Linked DNA regions of Oryctolagus cuniculus: region 1 is linked to region 2. Evidence: chromatin contacts called from public Micro-C data. All regions are on one chromosome and are shown on one strand. The core of a region is the stretch at or near the end of the contact, and the rest is flanking DNA. Distances in the headings are between cores, read along the strand shown. Region 1 holds the start of CCDC171 (coiled-coil domain containing 171). Region 2 holds the start of SNAPC3 (small nuclear RNA activating complex polypeptide 3).

Region 1 (3,637 bases), core at 755-3,254, 150 kb before region 2:
GTCTCCCATGGGGTGCAGGGCCCAAGTCCTCCACTGCACTCCTGGGTCATAGCAGAGAGCTGGCCTGGAAGGGGGGCAACCGGGACAGAATCCGGCACCCTGACCGGGACTAGAACCCAGTGTGCCGGCGCCTCTAGGTGGAGGATTAGCCTAGTGAGCCACGGCGCCGGCCTAAACTTCTCCATTTCTGAGTTGGGAATATTCTTACCATTCCTACTAAAATAGATAATGGGATATTACATGCATATTTCTTCAATAAGAAGCTCTTTAAAAAAAAAATAGATAGTAGGGCAATTCAGGCCACGAAACCAAGGATCTGGACATCTTGAGAGGAAGTACTAGCCAGAAGACAATTCTGCTTTAAGAGTTCGGAGCCACAGCTGGTACAACATTTTCCTACCTCATATTTGAGTCCTTCAGTCTGCATCCAAAATGTGCTCATCTCTCAGTATGTCTGCACAGATGGGAGGAAAAGGGACGGACAAGTGGATGGAAAATAAGAACTACTATTACTGAGCACTTACTATGGGCCACATGCTGAGCTGAGCATCCCTGATCTCTTTAATCCTTCCAATAAACCTAGAAGACTACTGTGCACAGCTTACAAATGAGAAAACAGGCATTTTGTAAACGCTGAGTAACTGAAGACACTCAGGGGGAAAATCAGAATTCCAGCCCCTACACGGCTGACTCAAAAATCTATCCTTTCACTAGGTACTGCTGTCTTCATTAGTAATCGCACAGGTGTTGGGAGTCTGTCAGTCCTTATATGTTTCACCTTCACTGGGGGATGTGTGAGTCTCTCATCAAAGCAAGATCAACACAAAGAGGCTCAGACAATCAAAAAATGTCAGAAGTAAATGAAACTTCAGGATCCAAGCCAATACGCTTATCTTAAGCTTAAGGCTACCTGATGTGCCTGAGATCCAAATATAAAACACCATTCCTTCACCTCTCCTCTTAGCAGGTTTGTTTTCCTCTGCCCTTCGTGGAAACCCATGTTCCTTTCCAGCTTACCACTGTTTTGTTGCACTGTTAGGACAAGTGACAAAAAGGTAGGTTCTTTTCTTCAAAGTTATGAGAACTATAAAACCCTGATGGGTAATGGAATAAAGTACCAACTCTTTCTAATAAATAAATGCTATTGTAATAACATAGAAACGAACGATGTGTATTTCCCTGGTATAATTATCATAACGGAGTAAACATTCAAAAGGAGGCGCCACTTGTGCAGAGAATTTACAGCTCTGGGAAAACTCGAAGCTGACTTTTCCAAGTCTCTCAGAGTACAAGCTGCAGAAGACAGTCTAGCACAACTCTAGTTACCAAACATTTAGGGCGTCTAGCATTAAAAAGAGGAGGAGAAAAACGTGGCCTTTGTCCTCGGAGGGATTACTAATTCTAGGGGGGGTTGGGGGGAAGCACAGGCTGAAGTTGTAAACCCAAGAAGCTCCAAGTCCGGGCCGTCTGGTCCCCAGCCTGACCTCAGTGCACTGCGGCTGCGTCTCAGCCTCGGATGCTGCAGCATCCTCGCCCAGCTGGGTGGAGACACTGTGCCCGGGACGCTGGCGGTATGTCCCCGCTGGCGACCCTAACAGCCCTAAGCTAACTCGAGGACTCCCACAGCCCTCCCTGCAGCCCCTACACCGCTCCGCTCCAAATCTCTTCTCCCCAACTCGTTCTCCTCGAAGTCTCCACACCCTTCGGTTACCTCAGGGGTCTCGCCTGGTCCAGACCGCACACCCAAGCTGCCTAGGGGCAGCTTCAACCCTCGGGGGCAGGAGGGAGTCCGGGCAGCCCTCGCGTATCAGGGGTAGGAGCAAAAACTGTGGAACCCGACGGACTCTAGGACCCGGGGAGGAGGAACGAACAGCACAGGGGGACTGGAGGGGACTTGCCTCTAGGAGGCGAAGTTTACAACCGCCACTTCCGGGGGCTGGGCAGAAGCGGCGGCTGCCGTCTCAGACCTCCGCAGACTTTCACAGGCGTCGCCGGCCCCGCCCCGACCCCGCCCCAAGCCCGCCCCGCTCCCACCGGCCCCAGCCTTCCCCTTTCCTCCCGCAGCCCTCACCCCCGCGTCTCCGAGATACGTACTCAAAGTACGCCGGGCTCCGATTGGCGGAGCCGGCCCGCGAAGCTGCGCGCCCTCGCTGGGGGGCCGAGCCAACGCATGCGCCGTCTCTGGGACGCGGCGCGCTCGCGGTCGAGCGCGCGCATGCGCGCTGCCGCTCCAGACGTCCCGCCTCCCCGTGCGAACCTGAGGCTGGCTTTGCGTCTCAGGGTGGTCTCAGCGTGAGGTCCTCAGGTTGCTGGCGCAGAATCCCGAGGCTACTAGAAAAGCAGATTTTAACTCCTTTTCCCTGCTTACTGAGTAAAAATCTGAGAAGCCAGACCCTGCATTTTGTGAACTAAATGCTGCGCTGATTCTTAGGGTCAGCGCAACCTTCCCGGTCTGTGGGCTAGTGCCAGAGCCCAGAGGGAAATTCTTGGATTTGGCTTCTGCACCAGTGGCTGTTCCCCTGCGTCTGAACGGCTCTCGGCCGTTTGTCTCCTCCTCCCGTTCCCATAGTAAACCGGGCAGGAAGAATGCGTGTCGGTGCATTAATGCCGTCGCAGTGCATGTAAACATTGCATAACGAAGTACAAGGCCTTGGAGCCAGGCGCGCTCCGTCTCTGCCGCTCCCCCATCCCTGTTACTCGCGCGCGCGTGCGCCTCCCTCTTGTTGATAATTTATAGTACGGTTTCTGCCGGTAGCTGCTCCACAATCTGCTGCCGCCTCAGGGAGGTTGGGAAACCGAATCCTTTTGTTCCTTGGCTTTGGAAAGCCTAGTCCCCAAAGATCAATGCAAATTGGAGAGATTTTGATTAAGGATTTTATCTTCATTACCACCTCCGCGCAAAAAGGTGTTCGGTACCAAAAAATAAATAAAAATTTAAAAACAAGCCTTTTGTGCTAGACTCCTCCCGTGTCGATTGTAATCAACCTGAAACCAGGTGTAGCGGCTATCTTCTGTCTCCCTCAGAGGAGCCAACGGTGAGAAAGGCAAATATAAATTGGGATTAAAACCGCCGTGATTCTTTCAGCACTGAAACCTTAATTGGTTAGAGTTTATTCGGTTCGATTAAAAAAGGAGGCCAGTCCCCACTTCCAAATACTTTAGCCAGAAAAAGATAATTGCCTCAAAGAAAGAGCTTATGGAAAGGAAAAACAGCCCACTTAACATTTAGAACTGAAATGGAAAATGACAACAGACTAATGAGATTAGAGCTTGTGATTTTACAAGCTTTGACTGATACCTATAAATTTCTTATAGTTTCACAAAATCACAAAAGTGATTATGTAAGAATATGCTAAATATACTGTTGTCCACTATTTATTTTCTTTTTACTTTTTTATTGAACTTCTAGGTTTTTTCTTTCTTTCTTTCTTTAAGATTCATTTATCTACCGGTGCCGTGGCTCATTAGGCTAACCCTCCGCCTTGCGGCGCCGGCACACCGGGTTCTAGTCCCGGTCGGGGCGCCGGATTCTGTCCCGGTTGCCCCTCTTCCAGGCCAGCTCTCTGCTGTGGCTCGGGAGTGCAGTGGAGGATGGCCCAAGTGCTTGGGCCCTGCACCCACATGGGAGACCAGGAGA
Region 2 (3,754 bases), core at 480-2,979:
TGTTAAATTTAATTTAAAAAGTGCACTTGTGTTTTTAATACCATTTTTCTAATAAATAATCTTAACAGTATTTTAAAAAGTATGGATGTGTCAAAGACTAAACATTTTTAAAAATCAAAGAACTGGTTCTTTACCACAGGTAGTCTGAGAAACACTATCCAAGTATTTACTACCTTGCACCCCAAATTAACTCTACCTTTGTAAATGCACATTCAAAAATAACATGAATTTGAATATGGGTTAGATAGCAGAGGCTATCAAATTATCGTTAATTTTCCTAGGTGCTGATTATGCAAGAAAATGGCACTTTTAGGAGTGACATGCTGATGTATTTGGGGTGAAATATCACGCCAGGTGCAACTTAATGAATGGCACAGCAAGTGACTAGGACAGAGCAGTCAGCTCACACATACACAGCTGAAGTTAGTATGGCCAAATGCTAACAACAGTTGTATTTAAGATGTGAATGCAAGGGTAACGACACTATAGTTTCAACTTTCCAAAACACAATGTTAAAAAAAAAAAAAAATGCTTCAACCAGTGTCACCTTAAAAAAAAAAAAAACAAAGTCAGGCATACCCTAACGTCACCAGCTCCGTGTCCTCCGGGATGACTTCCGGATCCTCACCTTCCTCTAGGCACTTCAGTTTATCAAGGCTAGAACAAAAAAGGGAAAGCGCTGCTTCAACGACGCACGTGCATCCTGTCCACTGCGAGCTGGGGCTGTGTGCTAAACACATCACCGAATAATTACGAAGTCAGACAAAACCCAGGAGGCGCCTCAGAGGAGAGGCTACAATCCACCGCAATGATTTCTGTGCCGTCAGTGCATATTGAAAGGGATACACGGCCGATTGAAGACGACCAGTACTGTTAAATGACGAAGGGTCACTAAAAGTTATGTTTATATTTGCACCCCAAACAATCCACTTTGGGGGGCAGTAACAGCATCCCTCGGACGTCCCTCAAAAGGTCAGAGTTAAGCAAGGTTTTAACAGTCCTCGCGTTAAGTCTCCTCCAGCCTCATCATTCCGCTGCTCCTCCATTGTCGAAGTGTCAATGGCAGGGACACGTCGCGTTACCCAGACCGCTGCTCTTCATTAACAAGCACTTTATAAACGGGCGAATGGAAACGTTAGCCTTTATGCAGCTGTCTCCTTTCACTCCAACTCGCAGAGATTGAGCATTCGGATGCCAGGACCCGTCCCCGAGTTCCGGGAAGGTTCCAGCGTGTGGAACGCTTTGGAAGGGCGGTCCTCCTACGCCGGGTCTGAACCGCAGGCCCTCCCAGAGAGGGATCCCCCAGGGAGCTCGGGAGCAAGGCTCCCGACGGGCCCCAAGCTGCAAGGACCGCCTGACCCTGCACTCACCTGCACACCGCCCTCAGCTCGGCCGCCTTCTCCAGGCTGCAGTCCAGATCCCGGGCCACCGCGGCATCCCCCGGATCGGAGGCAGCGTCCCCTGGGCACCCAGGCAGCTCCGGTGCCCGCGGCTCCTTCAGCGACAAGTCCTCGGCCCCGCGCAGCCGGCCACGCCACAGCTCCCCAATGGTGCCCACATGGAAAGCGCGCGTGTTAACCTCGGGAATCTCGTACTCTGGAAAGTTGTAGCCACCACTGCCAGGGACCGGGTCCTGACTGTCCCCCATCCAGCTGCACGTTGGGCCACCCCGGCTGTCTTCAGCCATGTTCGTCCCCACTCCCTTCCCTTTTGCAAAGCCGAGCGAGCAAGGTCTCGCGGAGCGTGACGGGACTTGTAGTTGCGTAAGGCTCCCGGCCGGCGAGCGGCGGGGCGGCGCGGGCGGGGCTTTACAAACTGCATTTCCCGGCAGGCCCCGGGCCAGGCCCGTCCCCGGGCGCGGTCGCGCGAGGCTCTGCGCCCAGGTCTGAGCGCATTGTTCTCGGGCGGGGAGGTGCGGGATGCGGCTGTGGCTCATTTGCTGCACCTGTGCTACAGTGGCAGTCCTGGCTGGGTTCCTGGCCTCCATTTACGAAGCGCGTTCCTCTGCATGTTAGCGCGGCCTTGCCACTCCCTTCGGTCCAGTTCCTTGCTTCCCGAGGCTCAAGAGTGCAGGACTTTTACTTGATTCTGGGATTCGGAGGCTGCACTGTTGTGCTAGACAAGGGGGCAAGGTCTAAAACCAGGTTCCTTCTGAAACTCCCCAGACCCCCTGCTCCTGTGTAAAACCCAAGCATGGCTGTTCACACGCACGATGTTGTTTACGGAGTGCCCCCTGTGTAACCCATAGTGTACATCGTTAGCCCTTATGTATGTGTCATTTAAATCACCAAACATTGCCAGGTAGGCATTGTCATCTGCTTGTTGCTGGCTGAGGAGGGAGTTAACCGTCAAGAACCAGCAATTTTGGAGCTCAGTTGGTGTAGCTTCAGATGGAGGCCCCAAAAAGCGGAGCAGGACACACAGAAAAAGCCCTGGCTGCTTATGATGCTCTAATCACGTACCATGTAATCCACCCACGAGAAGTGTTTTTTAGTGGATTTTAGGATTTTCAGAGTTGGGTACCCATTACTGCAACCAGTTTAGAGAACATTTTCACCACACCAGGAAAGAAACCTGCATCCATTGTAGCTATCACCTCCAATTCGGCCCGCCCAGTACATCCAGCCCTAGCCAATTACTATTCTGCTTTCTGTCTAGAGATTTACCTATTCTGAGCAGTTAGTGCAAACAGCATTGTATAACACTTGGTTTTACTGTGTCTGGTTTCTTTCACTTAGCAAATTTTCAAGGTTCATCCATGTCTAGCACATATCAGTAACCCCCCTTTTTGAGCCCGATAAATATATTATATGAATGTACTACATTTTGTTTGCTATTTAGCAAAAGATTGTTTCCACCTATTGGCTATTATGAATAATGTTGCTCTGAACATTTGTGTACCAGATTTTGTACAGAACCATGTTTTCATTTCTATCGGGTAGAGACCTAGGATGTTATTCATGGTCAGTCTATGTGGTTAAACCATTAAAAGAACTGCCAGACTTTTTTTCAAAATGGCTATGCCATTTTGTATTCCTGCTGGTAGGGTATGATGTATGGACTTCTCCACATCCTTGCCAACACTATCTTAGTTTTTTATTGTAACCATCTTGGTAGCTGTGAAATAGTATTCTTTGTAGTTTTAAAAAGCAATCTTATCAATCTCTTGTGTTTTTTAGAAAGATTTATTTTTTGAAAGGCAGAGAGTCACAAAGAGACAAAAGATTTTGCATCTGCTCGTTTGCTCCCCAAATGCCCCCACAACAGCTGGGGCTGGGCCAGGAGAAGCCAGAACCAGGGACGCCATCCGAGTCTCCCACGAGGGTGACAGGAATCCAAGTGTAAGGCCGCCACAAAACACACCAAACATTGAAGTAAGGGGAAAGGGTTGGGTTTATTGGTGGAAGAAACCCGACAGACGGGAGGGAAGGGGCAAACAAGGAAAAAGAGACAGCATGTGTCCCGGGAAAAGGGTCCTAATATCCCTTTGTCAGGGGATGGGTAGGGAAGTAGGGGTAGCGAATCCCATTAGGGTGGGGTGAAGCTAACATGTTGGTTGGACCATGAGGTTTAGGACCAAAGCCTACTATGCCCCGAGGTGGAGGTGGGGTAGGGCCTAAGATAGCCTCAGGGGCATAGATGGCACCATAGATAAGACAGTACATTTTATGAACACAAGTACTTGGACCATCATGTGCTGACTGTCAGACACATTAGCAAGAAGCTGGATCAACAGCCAAGGAGCTGGAACTCC

Evidence for each region. A called contact is a pair of places that touch in the nucleus more often than the background predicts.
Region 1: a contact with region 2 is called in a Micro-C map of ear pinna, with 6 times the contacts expected there. The contact joins the promoter of CCDC171 here to the promoter of SNAPC3 in region 2. A contact is called at or near these places in 2 of 6 Hi-C or Micro-C datasets (ear pinna and an unstated tissue).

What each region holds. Positions count from the first base shown.
Region 1 is chr1:178,403,335-178,406,971 of mOryCun1.1, reverse strand. CCDC171 (coiled-coil domain containing 171) reads right to left here and starts at 2,004. Exons shown (of 26, transcript XM_070052428.1): 1 at 1,712-2,004.
Region 2 is chr1:178,252,822-178,256,575 of mOryCun1.1, reverse strand. It overlaps SNAPC3 (small nuclear RNA activating complex polypeptide 3), which reads right to left and starts at 1,729. Exons shown (of 9, transcript XM_002708086.5): 1 at 1,371-1,729; 2 at 580-657. The coding sequence starts at 1,687.